3 separate regions of the Mus musculus genome follow, and all the other regions are linked to region 1. A link is a contact called in public HiCAR-type and capture Hi-C data. All regions are on one chromosome and are shown on one strand. Each heading gives the region's core, a stretch centred on a gene start, on an enhancer-like site or on the middle of the called end of the contact. The rest is flanking DNA. Distances are from core to core; before and after follow the strand shown.

Region 1 (4,179 bases), core at 897-3,396:
AGCATCCCCCGGGAGGCTGACTTCAGAGTCCCTTTGTTTCACCCCCTTTAAAAAAAATCAAAATAATTGCTATCTATTTAGCCCAGGTACCATGATGGCCTCTTGCTAGGACTGCCATCATTCTTGTTTCTTTCTTCCTTTCTTTTCTTTGCTTATTTCTTTTTTTAAAAAGATTTATTTAGGGGGGCTGGTGAGATGGCTCAGTGGGTAAGAGCACCCGACTGTTCTTTCGAAGATCCGGAGTTCAAATCCCAGCAACCACATGGTGGCTCACAACCATGTGTAAGGAGTGTCTGAAGACAGCTACAGTGTACTTACATATAATAAATAAATAAATCTTAAAAAAAAAGGACTGAAGGTTTGTCCCAGAGACTGCTCAATGTTTAAAAAAAAAAAGATTTATTTATTTATTTATTTATTTATTTATTTATTATGAGTATGCTGTTGCTGTCTTGAGACACACCGGAGGAGGGCATCGGATCTAATTACAGGTGGTTGTAAGGCACCATGTGGTTGCTGGGATTTGAACTCAGGACCTTTGGAAGAGTAGTCGGTGCTCTTAACTGCTGAGGCATCTCTCCAGCCCTGCTTGTTTATTTCTAAGTAGCCCAGTTTGGCCTTGGACTAAATAGCTGGGACTTTCCGCAAACTCATGACATAAAAAAAGAAAAAGAAAGAGCAAAAGAAAAAAAGGAAGGAAGGAAAGAAGGAAGAAAAGAGAAAGAAAATGAATGAAAGGAAAGAAAAGAGAAAAAATGAAAGAAAGAAAAAGAAAGAGAAAGAAGGAAAAAGAAAAGAAGTCGGGCAGGGGTGGCGCACGCCTTTAATCCCAGCACTTGGGAGGCAGAGGCAGGCGGATTTCTGAGTTCAAGGCCAGCCTGGTCTACAGAGAGAGTTCCAGGACAGCCAGGGATACACAGAAAAACCCTGTCTTGAAAAACAAACAAACAAACAAACAAACAAAGAAGAAAGAAAGAAAAAGAAAAGAAAAAGATAGGGAAGAGGAAGGCAAGATGGGGAGGAGAATGTGGCTAAGTTCAGTGGCAGAGACCTTGTCTAGAATGCACAATCCTTAGCACTGAAAACCCAAAACAATACAAGACAAAACAAAACAAAAAACCCAACAAAACTGTTTAAAGCTGATCAATGGGGGCTGGTGAGAGGGCTCAGGGTTAAGAGCACTGACTGCTCTTCCAGAGGTCATGAATGAGTTCAAATCCCAGCAACCACATGGTGGCTCACAACCATCTGTAATGAGAAACAAAAAATAAAAACAACAACAGCAACAACAACAACAAACCTTTGGGCCCGGATTGAGGAGGGGCAGAGCAAGATGGAGAAGGGAAGGGGGAAAAAGCAGCTCAATGGACAGGGGGATGTAATTTTTAGTAAGAGTAAACATTCGTGGGGCCAGGAGTGAAGACAGAGGAAATGAATTACAAGGAGGCATGAAGAAATTTCTAGAGGTGAAAAATACCCCCATATATTGATTATGACATTAGGCAAGTAGGTATATGCTCTGTGGCTGTGTGACGTGTGTGTATATGTATTTTTTTCAGAATCCATGATCGTATATTCTCAAAGCCGATGTTTACTGCACACATAAACTATATACCCCAATAAAATTTCTTTTAAAAGCTGTCCTGTGTCACACTCTGCCTGAGGGAAAGACTCAAATTTCGTATCCTAGCAGATGCCACAGTGTAGCTTCCTTCTCTCTGTGCTTCTTCTCTTCCTCCATTCCCTTGAACACTACTGTTCCTCTTAAGTACACGTACACTGCAGATCTTAAATGTGCCTAGAGGTCTCGCCCTTCTCTACTCCCTATTCAGTTTGTCTCACCTCTGGGAGCCTTGCTCCTTTTTGTTCCACTGACCCGATACAAAAGTCTACCACAGAAAGTTTTTGGTTGCGCGTCCGTTATGTCTCCCCAACTCCTTGATTAGGCTTTGAGTGTGACAGCTGCGCCTTGTCATCACCACGACTGTGACTTGGGTACCAGGTCACAGAGCTCCTTAGTCTTTGGAAAGGCAGCACAGGCACTATCCCCTCCAGCCCTGCAGGCGGCGCTGTGGCAGCCGCCCTCTCCTCTCCCGACCTCTCAGAGCGGAGGCCCCGCCCCCCGACATCACGCCTCCTGCCCATTGGACAGGCGCGCGGCCGAGGCTGGCCAATGGCGTGAGCGCTCGTGAGCCTCCGTCTTTGCGCCGCCGGAGTGCAGCGCTGTGGGCGGTTGCGGGAGAGCGGCGGGCCGCCGGGGCGACAGCGCCGTGACTCGCTTCGCGGCCTTGTTCCTCGCTGCCTGAAGCCACGATGCCTCAGTTCCAGACCTGGGAGGAGTTCAGCCGGGCGGCCGAGAAGCTCTACCTGGCGGACCCCATGAAGGTGAGTCGCTGCAGGGACCGCCCTGGGGCCCGGGGCTTCTCTACCCTTGGCGCGGCCTGAGCACGCCCAGGAAACAGTCGGCCCACCCGGTGCCACTGTCCCTTCGTCTGCTTCCGACTGACCCGGAGACCCAGTGACCCAGCGAGGCGACCCCAGCAGCTACAGGCAGGGCGGTTTCCGCAGCGCCGGACCCCACAGCGGCCTGCACCCGGGGGAGCTCCTAACTTCCGCTCGGGATCTGGTTGGTTTACGTGTCGCTGAGTGGGCTCCTCCCCCTGCACCGTCGCTTTCCTGTCCGTCGCTTAGTTTAGTGCCCCTTTCCTTTCCTACCCAGACCCGAGAGTACCAGCTTATAAAATGGTGCTACTGTACGTCCCAGTTAGGAAGCACCTGCTCTACTTTTTTTTTTTTTTTTTTGGATAGTGGGGATTTTTAGTCTTTTCCTGGACCAGTTGAAACATGGAGACTGTTTGCACTCTCACGTTAGACATAAATGTTTGCAAGCGGTTTCATTCCCCAAAGCAAACTACCCAGTCCCATCTCAGCAGTTCAGAACAAGTTCCGGGAGGGGGACACAAAGGTCAGCTTCATCATTCCTTAAAGGATTGTTGAAGGTATGGTAGACGCATGTTTTATGAATATACACGTTAAGGAAAAAGAAAACAAAAACAAAAAAACCGATGAGCAGCTAACAATCTCAAGAACCCGGGCTCAGTGCATAACACGAACTCTGTGTGTGTGTGTGTGTATCATAATGAGACTGCAGAGACACTCAGCATGCAGAACTCACTTAAGGATGGAAAGAGGGAATCTACTCCTTAAATTTGCCCTCTGACCACACATCTCTCACACTAACATGTACACACACAGACACACACATGTAAGTAAAAATCAAAAATATATTGGTACTGGCAGCTTGCGGTGGCAGTACTTACTACAGGATTTTACAGGGAGCATCTTTTACTTTTGGTTGTGAGCATAGCCTTTAGCAGCTAAGCCATCTCTCCAAGCCCACAGGAAGCATCTTTTAAGAAGGTCAGTCCATTAATTCTTACGTATGTCAGTGTTTGCTTGTGCACATGGGGTGCCTGCCCTGCTGGGGTCAGAAGAGGGCATTGAATCCCCGGGAAATGGAGTTAGGCATGGGTGTGAGCCACCTTGTGGGTGCTGGGAGCCAAATCTGTGTCTACCTGCATTAGAACCACAGGAAGACCAGAGTAGACAGTAGAACATTCGGAACCATCCTTGTGTATTTTTAAGCTCCTATCTTCTCATGCGTCCTAGATGGGCCTCATTAATGTCCTGTGGAGATGAGAGTGATCTTGAACTCTGGGTGTTAGCTCCCCCGGCCCTTCTTTTTATTTCTCAGGAACTCAGAGATCCGCCTGCCTCTGCCTCCCGAGTGCTGGGATTAAAGGCGTGTGCCACCACACCCGGCTGCAGGCTCCCTTTTTAAGGCAACATTTAAAACTAATGATCTTATTAAAGTGATAATAAATGGCTAGGTAGATTAGGTATTTTTGAAATTGTGTAGTTTGTGACAGTGGTGGCTTCTTGTATGTACTTTCATGTGGTTCATTTCCTCAGTTGGGCAGTGTGCTGTAAGGTGGTATAAGGTTTGTCCAGAAGGGCCTGATACTGACAACAGTATACAGTGTCTGCATTTAGTAAAGAGACTGTAGATACACCAGCACACATTGAGTGACTATTTGAAGATGTAGTTGCGGGGCCAGTGAAAGTAGAAGTGTCAGGGAGTTGTGATGAGAAGGAGACACAGAGGAGGAGCTGGCCAGA
Region 2 (4,652 bases), core at 1,968-4,467, 640 kb after region 1:
AGACAAGGCCTTTAAAGAGGCAATTAATCTAAACGAGGCCATTAGGATTGTCCCAGGCACCACAGAGGAATGCCCATGGGAACACACGGGAGAAGACTGTCCGCTGCACCCACACCAACACTCTCACTTTGGAAACCCGGCCCCCAGAACCTGGACAGATTGAATTCCTAGTGTAGGGTATTTTATGGGAGCCATGGAAAAAAATAAAACACAATATAGGAAACTGACACAACATTGTGCTGTGGCCACCCTTCCAAAACTTCACTGTGTGGGTCAGTATGATGGGAACGCCCAGTATTCTTCTGGACTGAGGCGAGAGCCCAGAGTGACCACATGCCCCCTTTCTCAAACAGACTCTCACTGCTGGATCCGGGTGGACAATGGGGAGATCAGCTAACTCTAGTTTGACCACAAGCTAGCAAGGAGACTGGAAACTGACATAAAGGGAAGTGACTACATATCATTCCCAGAAGACAAGGCAAAGAAACCTGATGCTATCTCCAAATGAATGAAGTGCCATCTTCCATCTTTTAAAATTTATATTTGTAAGCTTTTTGCCTTCATGTCTGCAATTACACCTCATTCATGCCTGGTGCCTGTGGTGATCAGAAGAGGGCAAGGGTATCAGATGCCCTGGGACTGGAGTTACAGATGGTTGTGAGCCACCATGTGGGGGGCTGGGAATTGAACTCACGTCTTCTGAAGAACAGCAAGAGAGCTTAACCACTGAGTCATCTCTCCCGCCTTGACAGTTTGTCTTAAAGAAGGAGAATTTGACTTAGCGGCGTGAGCCCAGAAAAGAGAGGCAGAGCCACAGGCCATGTTTTGGGAAGGGTTCTTGGTTCTGTTATAGCTTAAGTTATGTCAACTTAACATTGAGCATAACTTAGAAGAGGAAATCTCAACTGAAAAACTGTTTCCATGTGGCCATGTCTGCGGGAGCTTTTCCTTAAACGCTGATTAAATGCAGGAGGGCCCAGGCCACTGTATGAGAGTGTGTGCGTGTGTGCGTGCGTGCGTGCGTGCGTGCGTGTGTGCGTGCGTGCGTGCGTGCGTGCGTGTGTGTGTGTGTGTGTGTGTGTGTGTGTGTGTGTGTGTGATTCCTGGGCTATGAAAGTCTGCCAAGCAACACACAGGAAGCAAAGCTGGTAAGCAAGCATCGTTCCTCCATTCCCCACCCCGACCCCTTCAGTTCCTGCCTTCAGTTCCTGTCTTGGCTTTTCTTACTGGTGGACTGTAACTTGTCAGCCAAGTAAAAGTCTTCCCCTCCCCAAGTTGTTTTTGGTCAGTGTCTTAGCACAATAACAGAAAAAACAAACAAACCCAAAGCAGAGCAGTCCCACCCGAGGAAGGCATTTCTGAGTGCAACCAGCAACTACAACAGGCTTCCTCAGGTACTGGATGAGGCTACGTGACCTTGTTCACAAATAATTTAATTCTTGTGGTACTAAGGGTGGAGCCCCGAGCCTCACACAAGAGCTAGGCAAGTGGCCTACTGCTGAGCTGTAGCTCCAGCTGGCTAGCACTGTGTCAGAAAGGAGACTTAAGCGCAGATCCCAGGCTTGGGACAGATGAACTTGGATGGTCCTGTTGGCCCTGGTAGTCTTATAAGCCGATTGTTGCAGCTAAGCGGCAGACTTCAGATACATTTGTTGCATGGTCAACAAATAGTTTTATGCCCTGTGGATCTGACAGCTATTTTTAAAACGGTAGATATTTTATTGAGAATAAGCTAGAATAAATATTCAATTTGCAGCGAACAATCTTAGGACCTTGGAAACACAGAAAAATGCCCAAGTAATGCTTTGGGCTTCAGAGTTCAGGCTTTAGCAGAAATGCATTTGTGATAACCAAAACTGTTCAACTTACTCCGTGCAAAGCTGACATCTCAATTTTACAAATCGAAAAAAAAAATCAACAACATTGAACTAGATTTATCTACTAAAAGCTAATTTCTCCTGCAAGAATTTGTTAAAATTACTCGCAGTAAAAGCCAACACGGTAAAAGCTGTAATTTCCAAACTACCTTCAGTATGTGAGATTTTGGGAAAGTCGATAGAAGGACGAGATGATTTGGTGGCTGTATCAGAAACATGGTTTTTCATATCCACAAATTGCTACAGAATAATGGGGATCCAGTGGTTCAAAAATACTGCCTGCCGGCCCTACCTCATTAAGGCACACCCCTTAATCACCAAGGCTCACACAAGTACCCTAGGAGCCGGCCCAGACCTCAGAGGGAGGTCTAGCTTGCTGGGGAACAGCAAAGGTTGGGAGAACAGAGCTAGCAGCAGGCTGAACTTAAGACACCAGGAAGGGACCGCTGACCAGGGGAACGTTCTTTCCTGGGGACCCCTGATCCTTTCGGGTTCTTACCCAAAGGAAATAAGCTTCCGGTGATATCCAGCTTTCCCGCATTGGCACCCATCATCTCACTGCCCGGTCACTTGTCTCCCTGAGGGAGAGCCTCTCAAGAGAAAGCTCCGAGAGATGCTTGCGTCTATCTCCAAGGCAGCCAAGAGGGAAAATGCCGACGGTGCAAGGGACGGGAGACAGAGACCCAGCCTCCTCGGGCTGTCCACTGGGCTCTAGGGGAAGCTCACACCCGTGGAGATGTTCGGGGTCACCAAGAACTTGAGGTTTTAGCAGCAAGGGTTGTGCTTACACCGCCCCATTCAAGTTAACCCTGTCATCGGTGATGGTCCTGGGTGGGATCATCCTGTCCACCTCCACCTTCGAGGTCACAGCCTCTGGTGGCACACACGGGGCTAAGGGCTCCAGAGGCCACTGGTGAAGGATCGCGGCGCAGACCTGCGGTGTGTGCGCGTGCGTGTGCCTGGGTATGTGTGCGTGCATACGCGTATGCGCGTGTGTGAATGCGTGTGCGTGTGTGCCGCCGCCTGGCGACTCGTGCCCGACAGGTGCAGGCGCGCCGGCTTCCCATTGGCCACGGCGTCCTCCTCCGCCCACGCCATCCCCTTACCCCTGCTACCGGCGCTGGCTGGGACCCGCCGAGGCGCGTGCAGGCCCGCGCGCCCCTGCCCTTCCCGCGCGCGCCCGGGCCTCGTCCCTTCCTCCCCCTCTCCGCGCCGCCGCCGCGCGCTCCCGAGCTCAGGTAGCGGGCGCGCGCAGCCCGGCAGCCGTGGCCCTCGTCACCCCCGCCCCCGGCCACTCGGGGGAGCCCGGGGAGGGAGCGCGCGGCGGGACGGGCGGGGGCGGTGTAGCCCGGCAGCCGCCGAGGCTTCCGTCTCGCTCGCTCGCTCGCTCCTCTGTCTTGCTCGCTCGCTCGCTTGCTTGCTCGCGCAGAGGCGGCAGCAGAGGTCGCGCACAGATGCGGGTTAGACTGGCGGGGGGAGGAGGCGGAGGAGGGAAGGAAGCTGCATGCATGAGACCCACAGGTAAGAGCCGGAGCCCGGAAGGGGCTTGCCTGCCCCGGGGAGGCGTGCGCAGGCCGGGCTGGGCGAGTTGGCTCCTGGCTCAGCTCCCCTAAGGGAGGAATTTTTAAAATAAAAATAACAGCTCAGATTTCATAAGGGACTGGGGCAATAGGAGCCTCCCAATCCTTGGAAAAGCAGAGAAGTATCCAGGGGCAGCAGGGGGCACATTGTGAGATTCCTCAGAGTGAAATGTACAGGCCCGGGGAAAAGTGTTTTCTCAGCCGCTTGATGCTATAAGGCTTTAGACTTTCCTGTCATGATCAGAGCCGCTGAATCCCGGGGACCAGCACAGAGCCAGTGTGCACTAACCCCTGTCCTCTCTCCCCTCCTCCATCCCTCCCGCACGCGCAGTATCCCATGGTGGCTGCTACTCTCTGGACCCTGCATGGGGGGTGGCAGGGAGGATCTCGCTGTGGGAAAGGGGGCGGGGGCTGCGCAGGGGCGAACAGGGATGGGATGGGATGGAGCCCGCAAAGCCCAGGCACCGGGCCCCCAGGGTGGAGGAGGGAGAGCTTGGCCCCAGAGCCCGGGCAACCCCGGGGTATTGTCGTGTTCCGCTCCTGGTTGCAGACTCTCGCAAGCTGGATGCCCTCTGTGGATGAAAGATGTATCATGGAATGAACCCGAGCAATGGAGATGGATTTCTAGAGCAGCAGCTGCAGCAACAGCAGCCTCAGTCCCCCCAGAGACTCTTGGCCGTGATCCTGTGGTTTCAACTGGCGCTGTGCTTTGGCCCTGCACAGCTCACGGGTGGTGAGTGACCCCGCTGTGGTGGGGGGAGCTTTGAATGGCCCAGCAGGGAGGGGAGACTGTACCGACCGGACAGCACTGCGCCTTCTGCATACGTGCAGACTTTAGGGGTGCCTGAGAAATAGAGTCCCTGTGTCCCAGCCTTCTGCAAAACCCCTGGAGTTCACAGAAAATTGTGTGGAACCGGTGTAGGTTCGCACACCCACCGGCAGCCCAATTGGGCTTTTCTGAAGGAAGGATAAGAAGCCTGGCACATTTTCCCATTTTGGCCCAGAGGAAAAAGAGGATCAAAGGAGTGTGTGGGGGTGGGGGTGGGGGGAAGCAGTGTATTTGTAGCCCTTCGACCCTTGATCTTTGCCCTTCACACACAGGTCAGGTTTGGGCTTCTGGATTTGAACTACTTTAGAATAAACCGTCTTGAAGAATGTGAAGGGTCTGAAAACATGGTCAGACCAGTTGAAGGAC
Region 3 (4,844 bases), core at 1,892-4,391, 870 kb before region 1:
TTAGTTGGCTCTGCCAAAGAAGGAAAGGGAAGGTTCTGTGGTAAAAAATACTCCTTTGAGGCCAATTCCAACAGGAACAGCTGGCTATAGACCTGGGAAGAGAAAAGCAGTCACATCACTGTGAAGTTACCAGATAGATACAGTTGTTAAAAAATCAAATCAAATCCAGGAGCAGAGGGGAAAGTAACTGCTGTCTAATAATCTCAGAGTGGTAGGTGCTGAGAACATACTGCCCTCAGTTTCAATATAGTGTGTTTAATTGTAAATTATCAGGTTCAATATTTAATAATGACTATGTCTAATAAACAGCTTATAAAATCGGTTCTTGCAAGCCAAAACTCACCAGTTTTGCACACCACTCTCAGAGGCTGCTCTGAAGCCCTGTTAGTTTAACTCTCTGTTTGCCTATCTATCTGTGTGTGAGAGAGCCAGAGCCAGAGAAAGTATGGGTCTCTCTCTCACACACATACCCAGGAATGGAGGTCAGAGTTCATTTGAAGTGTTATGGTGTAGGAAACCAGGCGCTAACACGGACAGTGCAAGGCAAAGTTTTATTTTTACAGCTCGGCCAGGCTTATATTCTCCTTTGGCAGAAAATGAAGGACCAGCTTTCTGTTTCTTACTTCCCAAAGCACTTTCTTTGTACTTTCTTGCTGTAATGGTGCTTGTTCATTCCGGGTTTTCTTTTCTGACGGTGCCGGGGATGAACCCAGAGCGTCCATTCTCCCACTGAACCACAGACATTCGGCCGCTTCTGTTTCCCTTGATGTCTAGTTGATAGCATTCTTGATTGTTCTTTGAACAGAACAAAGAGTCCCTCTTGAGGCAGGGGGATTCATACTTGGTCATTGCAGGGGCCCAGGAATGATGTCAAAATGACTGCAGCCATTATCGACAGCTGCTGTGTGAAAAGCACTTTGGGAAGAACTCTGCCTTGGGGCTGGGCAGAGTGGTGCATCATTGACCCCAGCACTCGGCAGGCAGAGGTGGGTGGATTTCTGAGTTTGAGGTCAGCCTGGTCTCTGAAGTGAGTTCTAGAACAGCTAGGGCTACACAGAGAAACCGTGTCTCAGAAAAAGAAAGAAAGAAAAAGGAAGGAAGGGAAGGAGGGAGGGAAGAAAGGAGAAGTTTCTCACTAGCTAAGAATTAGGAGTCCCAGTGCAGTTAATAAAACTGCTGGTGAGGTGAGATGAACCCCAGAGAGATAACTTTTTTTTTTTTTTTGGTTTTTTGAGACAGGGTTTCTCTGTATAGCCCTGACTGTCCTGGAACTCACTTTGTAGACCAGGCTGGCCTTGAACTCAGAAATCCGCCTGCCTCTGCCTCCCTAGTGCTGGGATTAAAGGAGTGCCACCACGCCCACGTAGAGACATTGGAGCAGCGACAACCACCATGCTTTAGACAGAAGCAGGTTCGGCCTTTCTCCCTCTCACAACTGTGTAAACCTGCAGTTTTCGAGGGATCTCACCAGAAGCACCATTTATAGTAAGGGACAGGCCTTAACCCCTTGCACACCCCCCTTGGCTCATGCATGGTTTTATCTTCTTTCTCAGCTAGCAATCCTATCCAGGTGCTTTTGAAGCCACACCTTAACCTCGATTATCAAAAAAAAAAAAAAAAAAAAAAAAAAAAAAGGGGGGGGGGTCTTCTTATTGATGCTGTGAGATGTAGCTTGAGAGCTACCAACATTATATGTGTGGTTGTCACTAAGACACGGCAGGGACACTCCCCCTTGAGAGGCCCACACACCTGTGGATCTGTGTGCATTATCTGACCCGAGCCCCTCTTTTTCTTCAAGCTGGCATGCCTTCTTAATAAACCCCAACTGTGTGTCTTATTGGCTCGCCCTAAAATCTCTCTCTGCAGTGAAATCCACTCCCACTTCACTTGAGAGGCAGCTGAGGAGTTCGAGCTGCTTCAGGCAGCAGCGTGGAGGTGTGTCTCGGGCCAGCTGTCAGGGGCGCTCAGTAGCACCTGTGATGCGCTGGGCTCCATCTGTAATAGAGATGGGGGTGAGGAAGCTGTGTTCACTCCCCTTTCATATGGGCAGCAGGCTGCACTCTGGCATCGATGATAAATCGACAGGTGACTAACATGGATCTTAGCATGATTAAGTGACTTGCCCAAGGTCACATCATTAGCAGACAGTCACTTAGAAGCTTGAACGTAGCTCTACTGTAGCAAGTAATGCTTTAATGCAGAAGTCTTTCTTAGCTGGATGCTTTCTAGGACAGTCCTGCTACAGGAGGTTCCTTAGACAAAGGATTGGAAGGAGGTCGGGTAGGAGCATGGGCAAGTGTGAGTCTTCCTGGGGACAGGCAGGGTGAGCTGAGGTGTGCAGAGTTCTCTCTCGTTCTGGATGGTTGCCATCGAGGTTGTGAGCAAGGGACTTACTTCCCCGGGGGTGACCCGTTGTGAGCAGATTCCAAGCTAACTGCTAAGATGAGCCCAGACACAGGCTCTTGTCTTCCCCAGGACCTCAGAAGTTGGAGTCAAGCAATCATATTTGCTGGAAGAAATGGAAATTAGGGTCTTCCTCAAACTCTGCTGGAATACGCGGGTGGCATGAGATAGCAGCCGCAGTTGCTTGTGGGAACGAAGCTGGTCAGGAAGGGGTTTCTGATGGACACGGATAGGAGGCAATAGCGCCACCCTCCTTGTAAAAAGTCTTGATCGCCCAGCAGGCGCATGAGAGTTGTGAGCCTCAGCTAACTTCAGAAGCCTTCTAGCTCAGAGTAGAGACAAGCCATCCAGCTGGCCTAGGCTGCCAGCCTGCCAAAGAGGAGGTGGGGGGAGGGGACAGGGGTGAGACCCCGTGCTGTCCACCCAGAAGACAGCTGGCGGGCGGGCGGCAGGTGGGTGGAGGTTAGCGGGCCACCCCTCCCCCTGCCCTGCGGAAGCAGCCGAAGAAACTGTACCCTTTTATTGTCTTTGCCACTGGGTGTTTTCTGGAGTAATTTAAACACTGCCAAACACAAGCCTTCCATCCTTTCTCTAGCCATTGAAAGGAAGCGGCAGACTTAAAAATCATCTGAGTGGCGAGGACTGGGCCAGGAAGACGGGAAGGGTGGAGGGAAGGGTGAGACGGAGGTGAAAGTATGTGGTTTGGCGGGTGGGACCAGGCTCGGGTGATGGGCCGAGACCTGCGGCAAGCAAGGGAGGAGTGCCCAGGCTTTGCTGGGCGGCGACCTCAGCGGGCAGGAGGCTCTGGGGAGGGCGCGGGGCGGGGACAGGCGACCTGCCAGGGCCAGTCACCCCCCTCCCCCCCCTCTGTGGGAGGAGGGCAGGAAAGAGGGCGGCCTTTATTCTGTATTAAAATCCTCCTCTCTACCTAGGACACGGTGTACTAACCTTGCACGGTATTTGATCCTATGCAATCAGTCTGCACTTGCCAGGCAGAGTCTTGGGGCCTCATGCATCTGCCGCACAGTCAGGGCGTAGACCATTGAGCCTCCCCTTCCCCCTTGCTGGCTTTGGTCTTCCTCTTCTCTGCTTTCCCTTCCGTCTGACACCATCCCACCCTTCCATTTCCTTCCTCGGGTTTGGGCTCTAGAGGAGCAGAACCCGCCTCCCTTAATTCCAGGTTCTGGGTGAGGAGGTATCACCAGCCCTAGCCAGTACCATCCGGAGGGTTTCGAGCCTCGGGGCTCTACACGGGGTGGGTCTTCCCTAATCTGGTCTTCGCACAACCTGATTATTGTACAAGCGCTGTGTTTGGTAATCTGGAATATTTCTCCCCAAGGCTGTACGGGTGTGTACGGCAGCTGTGGAACTTAGATAGACAGACCCGGGCTTCGGGTGTGTCTACCCGCGGCCCTCCTGCAAATCCTCTGTGCTACTCACGTCTGGAAACCTGGTTTAACCATGAGCAGAGTGAACCTGCTAGAGTCCATACTCACTCGAGCCTCTCCACCTGCAAAGCGCTAACAGTAACTTGCTTGCTTCTTAGGTTGTTTGGGGACTGCGGTTTAAGCGAGTCCTTCCCGAATTAGATCTGGGCTCCAACCCCAATGTTGCCACATGACAACTGACCTTGGCCTCTGTTTTCCAGTACGGGAGGGACAGTAACAGAACCACCCTCACTGGGCCCGCGGTGAACTCAGCTCAGTGCAGGATTTTTAAGTTGCCTAACACAGGTTGCCTGTCATAGTGAAACAGGACATTTTTTTTTGTGCAAGTAATTTGTAAACTGTGGTGTGTTCTTTAGAAATGTAGGCGGTTACTCGAATGCCAACAGGGTGAAATTCTGGGTTCCTGCCCCACTTTCTAAGGGAAATTGATCCCCAACCTCGCCCTGGGCACCCTGGAAGTTCCCTTCCTCAGCACTTCTGGGACCTCTGGGTGGGAGAGGCTGGTCCTGTGCTCCCTGCTCTATTATCCACCCCTCCCCCTTCACTTCACATTCTTTTCTGGAACTCTCAGCAGCTCTGGTAGGCTTCAATCCTGGAATCCTGTCCCCAACCTCTCTCAAAACAGATCTCGGACCACCAAGTCCATCCTGCTTTTCCTAGAGAGCCCAACTCAATCCTTCCTAGAGCTGGGGGGTCGCCCTCGCATCCCATGTAAGTCTTCCTCCGAGCTCTCCTATGATAGAGCAGTAACTAGCCCTCTATGCTGAATCACACTGTTTGAGTTCAAAGTCTACTTGGAAGCTAGAAGGTACAGGCCTGTAATCCCAGCACTTGGGAAGCCCCGATGCAGGAGGCTCGTGAATGCTGGACAAAGTTATGTTACATACTGAGTTTCAGGCCAGTGTGAGCTACGTAGGGAGCCGCCATCTCAAAGCAAAACAAACAACGAAACTAAATACAAACCCAAGTCCACCTAGAGCTAGCTTTGAGATG

What was found. HiCAR-type assays count read pairs that join an accessible place to other places. Capture Hi-C pulls out chosen DNA fragments and counts their contacts.
Region 2: a capture Hi-C map of macrophages shows a contact between it and region 1, with 4 times the contacts expected there. The contact joins the promoter of Susd4 here to the promoter of Srp9 in region 1. A contact is called at or near these places in 3 of 39 promoter capture datasets (embryonic stem cells, hippocampal neurons and liver) and 2 of 9 other capture datasets (adipose tissue and macrophages).
Region 3: a HiCAR-type map of astrocytes shows a contact between it and region 1, with 3 times the contacts expected there. The contact joins the enhancer-like site here to the promoter of Srp9 in region 1. A contact is called at or near these places in 5 of 115 datasets of contacts at active chromatin or transcription factors (astrocytes, embryonic stem cells, memory CD8 T cells and 2 more) and 1 of 9 other capture datasets (embryonic stem cells).

What each region holds. Positions count from the first base shown.
Region 1 is chr1:182,122,591-182,126,769 of GRCm38.p6, forward strand. It overlaps Srp9 (signal recognition particle 9), which reads left to right and starts at 2,147. Exons shown (of 3, transcript NM_012058.3): 1 at 2,147-2,385. The coding sequence starts at 2,314. It overlaps Gm33725 (a long non-coding RNA gene), which reads right to left and starts at 2,176. Exons shown (of 3, transcript XR_373761.4): 1 at 1,843-2,176.
Region 2 is chr1:182,760,999-182,765,650 of GRCm38.p6, forward strand. Susd4 (sushi domain containing 4) reads left to right here and starts at 3,218. Exons shown (of 9, transcript NM_001356461.1): 1 at 3,218-3,398; 2 at 4,008-4,190. The coding sequence starts at 4,043.
Region 3 is chr1:181,253,705-181,258,548 of GRCm38.p6, forward strand. No RefSeq gene overlaps it. Among named protein-coding and RNA genes, the nearest start is that of Gm39718, 31 kb to the right of the region's middle. Within about 2 kb of position 3,142, at least 318 of the 459 cell types and tissues checked have an H3K27ac peak or open chromatin away from gene starts, as enhancers often do. A contact at or near this core is called in astrocytes, embryonic stem cells, memory CD8 T cells and 2 more, where this site is marked.